Linked DNA regions of Pelodiscus sinensis: region 2 is linked to region 1. The links are chromatin contacts, called in public Hi-C maps. All regions are on one chromosome and are shown on one strand. Each heading gives the region's core, a stretch centred on a gene start, on an enhancer-like site or on the middle of the called end of the contact. The rest is flanking DNA. Distances are from core to core; before and after follow the strand shown.

Region 1 (6,139 bases), core at 1,662-4,161:
TAATCATAAGTTTCATCCCTAATTCCTACTCATCTTGGCTAATAGTCACTATCCTCCATAAAAGTATCTAGTTCTTGTCTGAACCCTGTTAAAATCCTAGTCTTCACAACATTCTCTGGCAAGGAGTTCCATGGGTTGACTGTATATACTGCATGAAGAAATAATTCTATTTGTTTGCTTTAGATCTGCTACCTATTAATTTTATTTGGTAAACCCTAGTTCTTGTGTTATGGGAGCAGGTAAATAATGTTTCCCTATTTAATTTCCTTACACTGGTCATGATTTTATAGACTTCCATGATCTTCTCCCCAGTTTCCTCTTTTCTAAGCTGAAAAGTCCCAGTTTTATTAATCTCTCCTCTTATGGCAGCCATTCCAAACTCCCATAGCCGCATTTGAGTTACTATGCCCACACTGGTGTTACATGCATGCTTATGTGTTGCTAGTAGTTTTAGGAAGGTATATCCAATGGTTCAGTGGTTCCCAACCTGTGGTCCGCAACAGTACTGCAAAGGGTCCATGGAAAGTTTAAAAAGAAGGATACTTTTTATTTTCTTTTTTCTCCCCCAGGGAGGGGAGTCAATGACATTTTAATAGACTGAAAAGAGGTCCATATGCTCAAAAAGGTTGGGAGCCACTGCAATAGTTCTTTGTGCTGTAGCAGGTTGAGTTGTCAAATGATTCTTTCCTAGTGAATTGTTGGAGAAGTGGTTTCTTTTTCTGGTCACAAGGAATAAACTGTTAGAACACCGGAAGTCTATCAGCATTCAAGTAGTTTACACTGTATCCTCACTGGCCACTCACTGGATACCAACCCCGGTGAAAGACTCTGGCTTTCGCCTAAGGTCCCAGAAGAGCCATTGAACTTGAACTGAAGGCATCACATAACTCTGCTCAGAAGCTTGTGTGTGGGGAGTGGCAGATGGTTAGAGGCAACACTTGAGTAAGAACACACATTAACTCTGCAGTTATGACATACTCTCAATGTTGCCTAGCACAAGTAGTTTAATTAAATCAAAGCTGCAGCTGCTTAGCACTTCTGAAAATCCACTTTTATTAAAGTGCCTGTCTTTAGGTATCCAAGTTTGAAAGTGTAGGTTTAAGTGACTTTCCTAAGGTTATACATTAAATCAAGCTAAGAAGAGAATAAACTCTAGATTTCCCAACTCACTGCACCATACTACCACCCCTTAAAATATCTGTATATACCCCAAGACTCTTATTGAAGAATGCATATGTTATCATTGTACCCAGAGACCCCATAAGGACCAGAAACCTGTTATGCTAATTTTTACACACAAAGATGCAAGGTCCCTGCCCCAAAAGTGAAAACTAACCTTCAACAAAACTTGCTCCTTCAGTGACATAGTCCAGCAGTTGGTTAAATATAGCAGTAATTGTCTTTTTAGCCAGCACAAAGTGTTTCAGGGGGGAGGCCATAGTTTCTGCCATTATGCAACTGAAAGAGAAATTACATCCAAATGACTGAAACACTTACTAGAAATAAGTAGAACACAACACATCAACTTCCCTTAATGAAGCAAGTAAAACATAAATTTTAAAAATGGATACACCAAGTTGAATGTTAGTTGAAATTAGTGTTACTGTTTTTTAAATTTTCTAATCTAGCAGCAACAGAAATGTCAAATTACAAAGGGATAAAATTGTAATTTCTAATATATTTTCTCTCCTGTCCTAGATAAAATACATAGATGAATTACTTTATCTGTTTACATAAAAACTCATATGCATACATACCAGAAAGCAAGTTATTAGATTTGGTTTGATACAGAATATTAAGTCAGCCCAGCAAATAATCATTTCAGGATGTTAGCGGAAACACTTTTTTAAACACCTTAGTTTGGTTCCACCTCACAGACCAGGTTATGTAGAAACAAGTTTAACTGGAACTGCATTTAAATACAGCATCTTAACTTTGTTCTGAGGCCTTGTAGCTACAGCCCAATAAATGAAAGACTAATTACATCACCAATCCAAGTCATCTAGCCTCCTAGACGCATGTATACCAGAACATTTTATATCCTTTTTTCCAACAAGAAAGAGATGAAAAAAAATCAGACCACATTTTCAAGGCATTTCCCCAGGTCCTTTTTCCCCTATGCTCAATAAATTAAATTTATTCATTGGCCAATTTATTCACAGGCCAGTTCACCTTGTCTCTCTAATGGGCCACTAAAAAAATAAAGTTCTAGGACTTAAAAATATAAAGGAGAAAGGTTTGACAAAGCTGCAAACTCAAGAGTCTCCTGCTTCGTTATTAACGAGGTGTAGAGTTAAACTTTTCTCGGCGGGGTTTGCCGCTCTGTGCAAAGGGCAGGATTGCCACACGATGAAAGTGACTAGCACAGCAAGGTAAGTGACTAGCTTCTCCCATGTGCCAGGGGAGGGGGGGGGGGGCGCGGCGGGACACGCCACCCCCCCCCGGGCCACGAACAATCTGCTTGCTGCTCACAGTAGCCCATCATGCCACCGGCCTCGAAAGAGGGTCGCTTCAGGAGCCGCCACCCTCCCTCAGCTGGGGGTGTTACACCAGGCTACGAGCCCGGGGCAGGGAGCCACGGACGCAGCCGCCCGCAACACCGGGACCGCAGAAAGGGGTGGGAGATGGAAGGGGTCCCTAGCGCCCCCCCCCCACAGGAAAATGACTGGTGGGGGGGGGGTCCTACGGCGCAGCCCCCGTGACCTCCCTGGCAGTTCGCCAGAGCCGCCCACAGCCTCTCTCTGCCCCGCGTCCCTATCACCTGCAGCGCCCCCGCCTCGTGCGCTCCCCCGTTACCCAGCAACTGCTGCGCGCTGCGGTTGGGGGAGGGGGGGGGCCGCCGCCGCCGCACCTCCTGCCTCTTCGCCCCGTTCGCGGGGGGGGAGGGGGAAGGAGGAGCTAGCAGCATCACTTCCGCTTCCTCTGCCCTTAGCGTACCCCCGCCGCAAGCAAGGTTCGCCATCTTTAACGAGGGCAGCCAAGCTGAAGACGACCGGAAATGAGCCCCCCCCCCCCCCCCCCGGGAGTCGCCATCTTTACTGAAGGAAAACTGCCTGCGAGAAAGTCTTACGCGCGACGCCATCTTCACTGAGGGCACGGAACAAGCCCGCCACAGCGGAATCTGGCTCTCAGCGCCATCTTTACTAAGGGCCCCAGGAGGCGATGGGAGCTCCCGTCTTTCTTTAAAATGGAGGCGAGTTACTCCACCACCGCTGCTTTTGTGGAAAAACTTTCCAGCTCTCTACACTGGCCGCTTGAATTTCCGCAAGAACACTGACGCTCTCATGTAAGATTGTCAGTGTTGTTGCGGAAATACTGGGCTGCTCCCGTTCACGCAAAAGCCCTCTTGGGCGAATGCTTTTGGGCAAGAGGGCCAGTGTAGACAACGGGTTATTGTTTTGTGCAAAAAAAGCCCCGATCGCAAAAATGGCAATCGGGGGTTTCTTGCGCAAAACCGCGTCTAGATTGGCACTAGTGCTTTTGCAGAAAAGCGTCTGTGCAGAATTCTGCTACAACGACCTTTTACATCTGCACTTGAAAGGGAATCCTCTGAACTGTCATTCATGTTAAAATTCGACACTTTCCAAAAAGGACTCAACAAACACTTGAACTATCTCACCCATTACCAAGATAGTTTCCCCAATTATCACCTCTAATACCATTAACTCACAAACATCCCACTCTCCCGACCTCTAATATCAATTCACAGACACTTACCTTCCTTCCTCCCCCCCCCCCCCCCGCATCCCCCTCCTGTTCTGCAATGTGATTTGTCCTTTTCATATTTGTTCATTTTTTTTAATTGTATCCTTTGGTATATATGGTTGTGACTACTTTCTTCCACTATTTGATCTGAGGAAGTGGGTCTGGCCCACGAAAGCTCATCATCTAATAAACCATCTTGTTAGTCTTTAAAGTGCTACATTGTCCTGCATTGTGCCAATGTAGACACTCTTTTCCGCAAATGCTTTTAGCAGAAAAACTTTTCCGTTAAAAGCATTTGGGAAAATCATGCCAGTCTAGACGTAGCCCTAGTGTTCTTTCTCCCTGCCTCCCCCAATGCCTGGAGAACAGCTGCAGCAGTATCCTTTTCTTACCCTTCATAGGCCTTTGGAGTAGGTGCACAGCTCTAGGGAGCTCTTCATGCCTTCTCCACTTCCCAGGCCTGGCACTGAAGAGATGGAGAGAGCAGAGTGAACCATTGCTCATGGAACCAAGAATGGGTGAAAAGAGGAAACATAGCTGCTCAGCCCTGGAGATACTAAGTACCCTCTCAAAGAATGGAGAAGAAAGGCAGCAGAAGGGTGGCAGTTGCTCCCTCTCTGTTCCCAAATATCTTCTTGGCTACTATAAGAGGTACATAAATGGGGTTTGGAGAAGACAGCCAGAGAAGTCTTCCTACAGGCAGAAATTAATTCCAGGAGAAGGTTAGACTTTCTGATGCCATCAGGAGATTGGTTTCAGCCCCAGAAGAAATAATTTTATCTGCAGAAATTATGGGAGCTGTTAACATTTGCACAGAGTTTAAGGCCAAAAGAGATTATTAGATGATCTACTCTGATCATCTGTATATCACGGGCCATTAAATTTCACCCAGTTACCCTTATACTGAGAAAGATAACTTGTCTGAATAAAGCATATCTTCAAGAATGTGATCTGAAGATATCAAGATGGCAAATCCACCATTTCTCTTTGTAATTTGTTTACATCATTAATCACCACCTCACTATTCCACAAGTGTAATTTATATGTCTGGCTTCAGCTTCAAGACATTGGTTCTTATGCTGCCTTCATCGGCTAGATTAAAGATCCTGTCACTATGTGCTATTTTCTCCCCCTGAAGATACTTATACCCTAATCAAATCACCTCAATCTTGTTTTTTGATAAATTAAACTGATTGAGCTCTCTACATCTCACTTATTTTTTCAAGCTTTTCAGTAATTTTGAGGCTCTCTTCTATTTTGTGCCTCTCCAATTTGTCAACATCTCTTTTAAAATATGGACACCAAAACTGGATTTGGTAATCCACTATCAACCATATCAGTGCCATATGTAGAGGTAAAATCTTCCTGCTCATTGCTCCCCTGATTTTACATGCAATGACCATATTGGCCCTTTTTGTCACTCTAGCTGATGAGGTGCTTGTTCACTATGATCCCTAAACCTTTCTCACTGTCTACAAAAATAGTCACCCATTCTGTAGGTATAGCCTGCATTCCTTGTTCCTAGGTGCTTAACTTTGTATTGAATGTATTTAAATGCATTTTCTCTGAATGAGTCTAAATTGCTATGCAATCCAAGCAACTGTGTTTGTAACAATGTTGCTGGAGGGTTGATTATAACACAAAAAGCAACAGGCAGCATTCAAAAATCTGTTGGTCAATTGAGACCATTGCCTATCATTAGGGTCCTATCAAATTCACAGTCTATTTTGGTTAATTTCAGTTGTAGGATTTTAAAATTTGTAAATTTCATGATTTCAGGTATTTAAATCTGAAAGGGCACAGTGGTTTAACAGTAGCGGCCCCAATCCAGATTTTTTTTTTTGAGGAAGTGATCTCAAGGTCATTATAGGGAGATTATATTACTTCTACACTGCTGCTGGTTACACCTCTGGACTTAGAGCTGGGTAGCTGGAGAGCAATGGCTACTGTCCTGGAGTGTAGCTCTGAAGGAAGCATCATCACTAGTAGCAGAGCAGAAGTAAGGGTGGCATGGTATGCGTGACAGCACAGTCGAGGTTCCCTTGGTCCTGCAGCCCCGTAGCAGCAAGAACAGACTCAACCAGCCAGTAGAATAGAGAGGGTTTATTGCTTCTCCAGGGTACAGCATTGCACAGATGTGATGTGGTTACAGGAGTCAAGGCCAGCATGCCTCAGATCCCTGAAGTTAGGGGGTCCATCTTTCCCCCCCCCCCCCAGACCCTCAGTCCTCAGCTTAGGTTGTTCCCTTAATGTTTTCCAGCCAGCAACTGACCCTTCCCCCGATACCTGATGATCATCTCTGCTTCCCTCCCTTTGTCTCTCCCCCTGGGAAGAGCTTTGCTAACTGCCCAGGCTGGTCCTAAGTGTCTGGGCCAATACACATGTGGGTGAGTCAGTGGAAATCACACATCACAGCGCAGGGGGGACACCAGGT
Region 2 (6,139 bases), core at 2,034-4,533, 270 kb before region 1:
CAAAAGCACTGTATTTTTGCTTTCTCGGTAAAGTATCAAGGACAGGGATGTTAGTTTATAGTCGTTTAAACAATTAACCAATAAGACTGGTTTAAACAATTAACCAATAATCCAAACAATTACACACTCCCCCAACCCTGGCTGCCTCTGTATCAGAGGCAGTAAGGAAGGGAGCATGGGAGCCAGTGCCTGTACGGAGCCAACTTTTAAGCCAGCTCACCACAAGCACCGCATCCTGCAGAGCCACTCCCACGCCATTGCCTCTGACAAAAGCAGCAGCACAGAGGGTAAGGGGGGTAGGCGGGAGGTGGTACATACAGAAAGCCAGCTTTCAAGCCAGCACGTATCGGCTCCTGTAGAACTGCTTGTCCCCCCTGCACTGCAGGAAGGAGAAAATACACACGAGGAGTTGGCTTTTAAGCCATCTCTCCATATGTGCCAGCTCTATGGAGCTGCCCATTCCCCTTGCTGCCCCCCACGAGAACTGCCTTTGCAGAGCTGCCACCGCCCTCTATTCCCTCACCCCCGCACTGCTGCCTCTATATCAGACCAAGCTCACCATGGACAGAGGCTGATCCGTGGGGCTTTTCCCAGTGCCTTTTTTGTGACGGTACTGCCCAATATTCAGTACCGGCATCTCTGGTCAGAGCTCAACAAGTTTTCCCCTGGAGTACCGGCACTTTTTTTTTTTAAACAAAAAAAAAAAGCACTGGCTGTTCCTACCCAGTGCTGCTGCCTCTATATCAGAGGCAGCAGGGTGGGGTGGCAGGGGGCTCCCCAGGAGCAGGGCCACGAGCAGGGCTGGGAGCGCACTGGCTGCCGGCTCTGCTTCCGGGGACCATCAAATAATTGTGTAACTGATAAGATTTGGTGTGGTTACACAATTATTAAAATAAACTACATCTAATATCCCTAATCAAGGAGTGTCTTTTTGCCTTCTTCTCGTAGCCCCAAAGTTCACTTACTACTGGGAGAACTGTGCACCACTGTGTGCACAATTAACTAAGTGCATGTTGGTACGGTCACACCAATTTGGCACCATCCCAACAGTGCACATATTTTAAACTTTTTGTGCAGAAAAAAAGCTTCTGTGGAAATTCGCTGCAGTTCTGCCTTTTGCTCACCAGAGGCTGCTGTGGTGATAGAACAGAACAGCAGCTCCCAGCCAGATAAGGAAGAAAAAGAGGCATCTTCATAGCACCTATTGGACCAGGTCAGAAGACAGGGGCTATGAGGAGATAGACATTGTGGAGCTGCTATGGGGAGAGGGTCAGACAGAGGCTCATAAGGCTTATTGTGGGGGGACAGACTGGGCAAGGGGCTAAATGAGAGTGGAAGTGCAGGACCACATAGTGATGGGGGAAGCTAGGGACACATATGGATGGAGGGTGGCTGAGTGGGAACACAGAAACACATGGGTATATGGGCACGTGTGCACGGCCACATAGAGACAGGTGGGGGAAAGAGGAGGTGGTGGTGTAGGGCCACATGGGAATAGGAGGAATGGATGTCTGAGTGGAGGTGGAGGGACACATGGGGACAGCGGCAGATGTGCCTGACTGAATGGAAAATGCCAGGGTCTGCACGGAGGAAGCTCCTTAATCTCTCCTCACCCCCTCAAAAAGCCTGTTTCATACTTTCCCCACCCATGCCCAACAATCCTCCAAGTTCACACCTTGGCTCCTTAGTTCCTAGCACTTATTTCCCTCTGCCTCAGATCCTCCATTATCTCTGACTTCCCCCAACCATGCGCTATGTCTGAAGGGTGCAAGAAATAGTTTTGTATTGTAGTTTAACTGAATTATTATTCAGAGTTCAGTATTAATATGCCTAGTAAGGAATCTATTTAACAAAAAAGATTCAGGACATTTTTTTGACGTCTGTATAGTTACAGACATACTTGCTGCAATTTTTTGTTGCAGAATTTTTAAGCACAGACTTCCTTCAGATGTAGTTCACTAACTTTGCGTGAGGTCAAGCGAAGCCTTATAGCTAGATTTTCTTCCCCTACGTACACCTTTCCTATTGCCTTCATATGTAAATGGAGATTTCATTGTATTGTTTTCCAGCGCTTCACCTGCATGACCAGTGGAGAGTTGTGTGACTTGAGAGCCTTTGTCTGACCAAAACCTGTTTGTCAGCACTGCCTTGGACACAGACCTTAAATTAAAGTACAAATATTTACATAATGAAAATATCAGAGGCACTGGAAATGGCGGTGCCAGGGAAGCCATAGCCTTTCCACACACCCCAATAAAGTCAGGGAGCCCCACTGGGGAGTTTGGGCAGCTGTGTGGACCTTCCACCTGCCCATGATGCGGGGCAGCACTCTCTACTAGAAAAGTAACAGTGTAACTATTTAAATGGTTAACATAAGCATACGCTTATTTGTTACCATAGCAGGTTCCTGGACCCGCTCCTGGAGAGCTGGCTAACACCCCATGCTGTGGATGTATAAACCTTATACTGTAAAGCACACAACACAGCTGGCTCTCTAGGCATGGGGCCGGCAGCCCGAGCTCCCAGTGCACAGTGGCTGCTGGCCCTGCTCCCAGTGAGCCGGCTGCACCTGGGGCTCCGCTGTACAAGTTTTATACAGCAGAGCCCGCGGTGTGTGGTCGTGTAACCGCTCAGGCTTACAGCGGTTATACGGTTATCTAATTAACCGCTTTTTAACAGCCCTAGTGTCAGGTGCTGAGTGTTTCTCAGGCCTGAGTGTAACGGTCTCCGTGACAGAGCAGGAAACCCTTTGCCGGTTGGCCCCACGGGGTGTCACAATCACACGAGGAGCGTGTGAATCCCAGGGCCCGCACGGCGGTGCTCTGACCGCTAGAAAAAAAATCCCTCCTCCTTGTTGATAGAAGCCCCACCCCAAGGAGCCCCCCCCCCCACCAGTGAAACCCTCCCCCCAGAGGAGACCCAACCACCCCGCCTCAGAGCCACCGCTGCCCAAAGCCCCCGCGCCACTGTCCAAGGTCACCCCGCTAGCGCCACCGAGCATCCTCCCCCCCCCCCCACCCGGGGCTCCCTACCGAAGATGCCGGAGGACAGGATGCTCCTGTCCAGCAAGGAAACGCGCCCCCCGCCCGCAGCATGGATCGGGACCTTGCGAGCCCCCAAAGCAGCCGCTGCCCGGAGCAGGAGGCTCATAGCCGCCATGTCTGAAACTGGCAGCAGGCGGGGGGGGGGGGGGGGGGGCCCTGGCTATTTAACCCCAACGCTGTCGAAGCCGTAGTGCCACCATCTTGGAATCGGGCAGGTTGTCCTGGAGTTCGCCCCAGAGCCCTCTCCTTCCGGTCTCCCAGCCGGAAGTGGGCGCAAGGCCTGATGGGCGGGAGGGGGAGGAGGTATCATGGCGGCTGCTCTTTGCCGCCGCTTCTCCAGCCTTTTGAGGGTCTCAGGAGCGTTACAGGCGCCGCCAGCCGCCTGCCTTTCCGGGTAGGGCGCGTTGAGCGTGGATGGGGGGCTCGTTACCGGGGGTCTGGGGAAGGAGACGGGCGTGTGGGTGAGCCCCGGCCGTGGATAGGGGCTCTGGGTTCGACCCAGCCCAGACAGCGTGTGCTTGGGGCGGCTGAGGCCCGGGACGCTGGTGGCCGTTGAACGGCTGAGGAAGAGCCGTTGAACGGCTGTTGATAGGCTGAAGGGCCTGTTGGGCCGACGCGTGTTCATTGGCAGTAGCGTCGTTTTGAGGCGCACGTGGGGTCGTTCCCGTGGAACCTGCCGACCTTGTTGGGAAGCAGAACCCGCAGGGCCTGGGATTTCTGTCCTTACAAGGGGGGAGCAGTGGCGCCCAGCGCGAGGGTGATGGTTGTGCTTTGGTCTCCCTCAAATGAATTTGCAGCTACAGTCCAGCTCCTACCGGACCTCCTCCAAAACCCACTGTCACAGTTACAACAAAATCCTGAATTTGGGTGTGTTTGCAAAGAGCTTCGCTATGTTCTGTTCCACTCCTTAAATGATGCTTATCCCCATAATATTTCAACACCTATTTTATTAGCTATGTAATGAAATAGATTCAATCAGTGCTAATGCCATCCTTTTTCATCCCGGGGACAATCAAGTATGAAACTGCTGTTGGGCAAAGTCATCCTTTTAAATAATATCCACACACAGCAAGCAAGATTATTACAGCCCTGCATGGATACAAAATATGTATCTACATTCACAAAAGTGAGCCACAAATATCTCTAGATTTCATAGACTCATAGACTTTAAGGTCAGAAGGGACCATTATGATCATCTAGTCTGACCCCCTGCACAGCGCAGGCCACAGAATCTCGCCCACCCCTCTTAGAATAATCCTCTCACCTATGTCTCAGATATTGAAGCCTTCAAATACTTTGAAGGCCCCAACATGCAGAGAGTCCTTCAGCTGTGATCTGTGCCCAATGCTACAGAGGAAGGCGAAAAACCTCCAGGGCCTCTGCCAATCTACCCTGGAGGAAAATTCCTTCCTGACCCCAAATATGGCGATCAGCTAAACCCTGAGCATGTGGGTAAGACTCACCAGCCAGACACCCAGAAAGTTCCCTATAATGAATGGTCAATTAGTTACCAACATTTTATCCACATCTGCAAAAATGAACTGCAGATATTTGCATGAACATCTGCAGATACCTGTGTGTATAAAATGGATATCTGTGTGTTCTTTCACATAATTTATATTTCTTTAAGGATTAAGCCCTGACTAAACCCAGATTGGTACTTCATAAGACTTCTCATTGATTAATATCTGAGTAACATTAATCTGTTTCTCAAAACAATGTATTGAAATTTCAGATTTAGATTTTAATACAGCTGGTTGTCATGAAATTGAAGTTGTTACAGAAAACTGTGGAATATGTCTCAGCTGTACCTTCCCAGAAGGGATCACATTAATTTTTTGACCTACTCTTATTTCTGTCCCACACAAAATAGGTGTTCTCTTTGTTGTAAATTGACATCAGAAACAATGAATCTTGAAAATGGAGATATTAAAAAAAAAAAACAAGCTAAAGAAATTAATCCATCAGTATATAGGACTTGCAGATTTGATGATGGTGTCTGTCACTTTTAGGCATTACAGGCCTTTACAGCACTTTTGGGTATGTAAATTAAAAGCTTGTATTTCAAGATAATGATGTTTTAACAAACATTTGTCCACGCTAGTAGCCAGAGATGATATTTTGTTGCCTATAAAATCAGAAAGGTCTAGTTTCTTTGCCACAGTCACTGTTGAGATTGCTTTTAGTGACCAAATTCCATTAGAGCTAGCACTTCCATCAATTGTTGGCAGGCATATTACTAATAGGGGTGTGATAGTGTACACCAGTGGTCCCCAACCTTTAGAGGCGCCCGGGGGCGGGGCCACTCACGCGCCGGGCGCCCGGGGGCGGAGCCGCGCGTCCTGGGGCACGGATGCCCTTACACCTGGCGCCGGCATATGCGCCGGGGCCACCTGAGCGCCTTGTGCCCGCGCACCCGCATGTGCCCCGGGGCTGGGGCCGCCCGCGCGCCACGCACCAGGCGCCGGCCCAGGTTGTTGGCAGGCGCACACAAATGCCCTGGCGGGCGCCATGGCGCCCACAGGCACCGCGTTGGGGACCACTGGTGTACACATTTAACCTTCATGGTTACATTCAAGCCACCTCCCCCACACACTGCTGCCTCTAGATCAGAGGTAGCAGCATGGGTGAGCATGTGGGAATCAGTGGTCACTGGGAGTCGGCTTTTGAACAGGCTCCTTGCAAGCACTGGCTCCTGGGGAGTCACCTGCTTCTCCCCCCCACCACCACACAAACACACACAGTGCTGCCACTAATATGGGGGCGAGGAGAGAGCAGGCAGCTCTACTGGAAGTGCCTTCCCCTCTCCCCTCTAGTGTGTAACTGCTGATGGTTACATGTTTACCAAAAGAATCCTGTATTTTAATATCCCTAATTACCAGCTTGTTTCGCAAAGTATATTATGAAATGTAGTCACTATGAGAAGGACAATTTGTAATCTAAATGTTAGATTTGCCATTGCTATACTCCTTTGAAAAAGAGGTTCTTGACATGAAGTAGTTACATTTATTTCCAAACAACATTAGCATTTTCCCACAGGTAATACCTTAAAAACAGATGCACCCAGTGGATGTTAATGATCTTTTAACATTTTT

Evidence for each region. A called contact is a pair of places that touch in the nucleus more often than the background predicts.
Region 2: a contact with region 1 is called in a Hi-C map of blood, with 8 times the contacts expected there. The contact joins the promoter of MRPL47 here to the promoter of MFN1 in region 1. A contact is called at or near these places in 3 of 5 Hi-C or Micro-C datasets (blood, liver and an unstated tissue).

What each region holds. Positions count from the first base shown.
Region 1 is chr10:44,553,887-44,560,025 of ASM4963464v1, reverse strand. MFN1 (mitofusin 1) reads right to left here and starts at 2,911. Exons shown (of 18, transcript XM_075938022.1): 1 at 2,797-2,911; 2 at 1,337-1,458. The coding sequence starts at 1,451.
Region 2 is chr10:44,820,770-44,826,908 of ASM4963464v1, reverse strand. It overlaps MRPL47 (mitochondrial ribosomal protein L47), which reads left to right and starts at 3,283. Exons shown (of 7, transcript XM_075938033.1): 1 at 3,283-3,438. The coding sequence starts at 3,353. NDUFB5 (NADH:ubiquinone oxidoreductase subunit B5) reads right to left here and starts at 3,192. Exons shown (of 6, transcript XM_075938034.1): 1 at 3,033-3,192. The coding sequence starts at 3,159.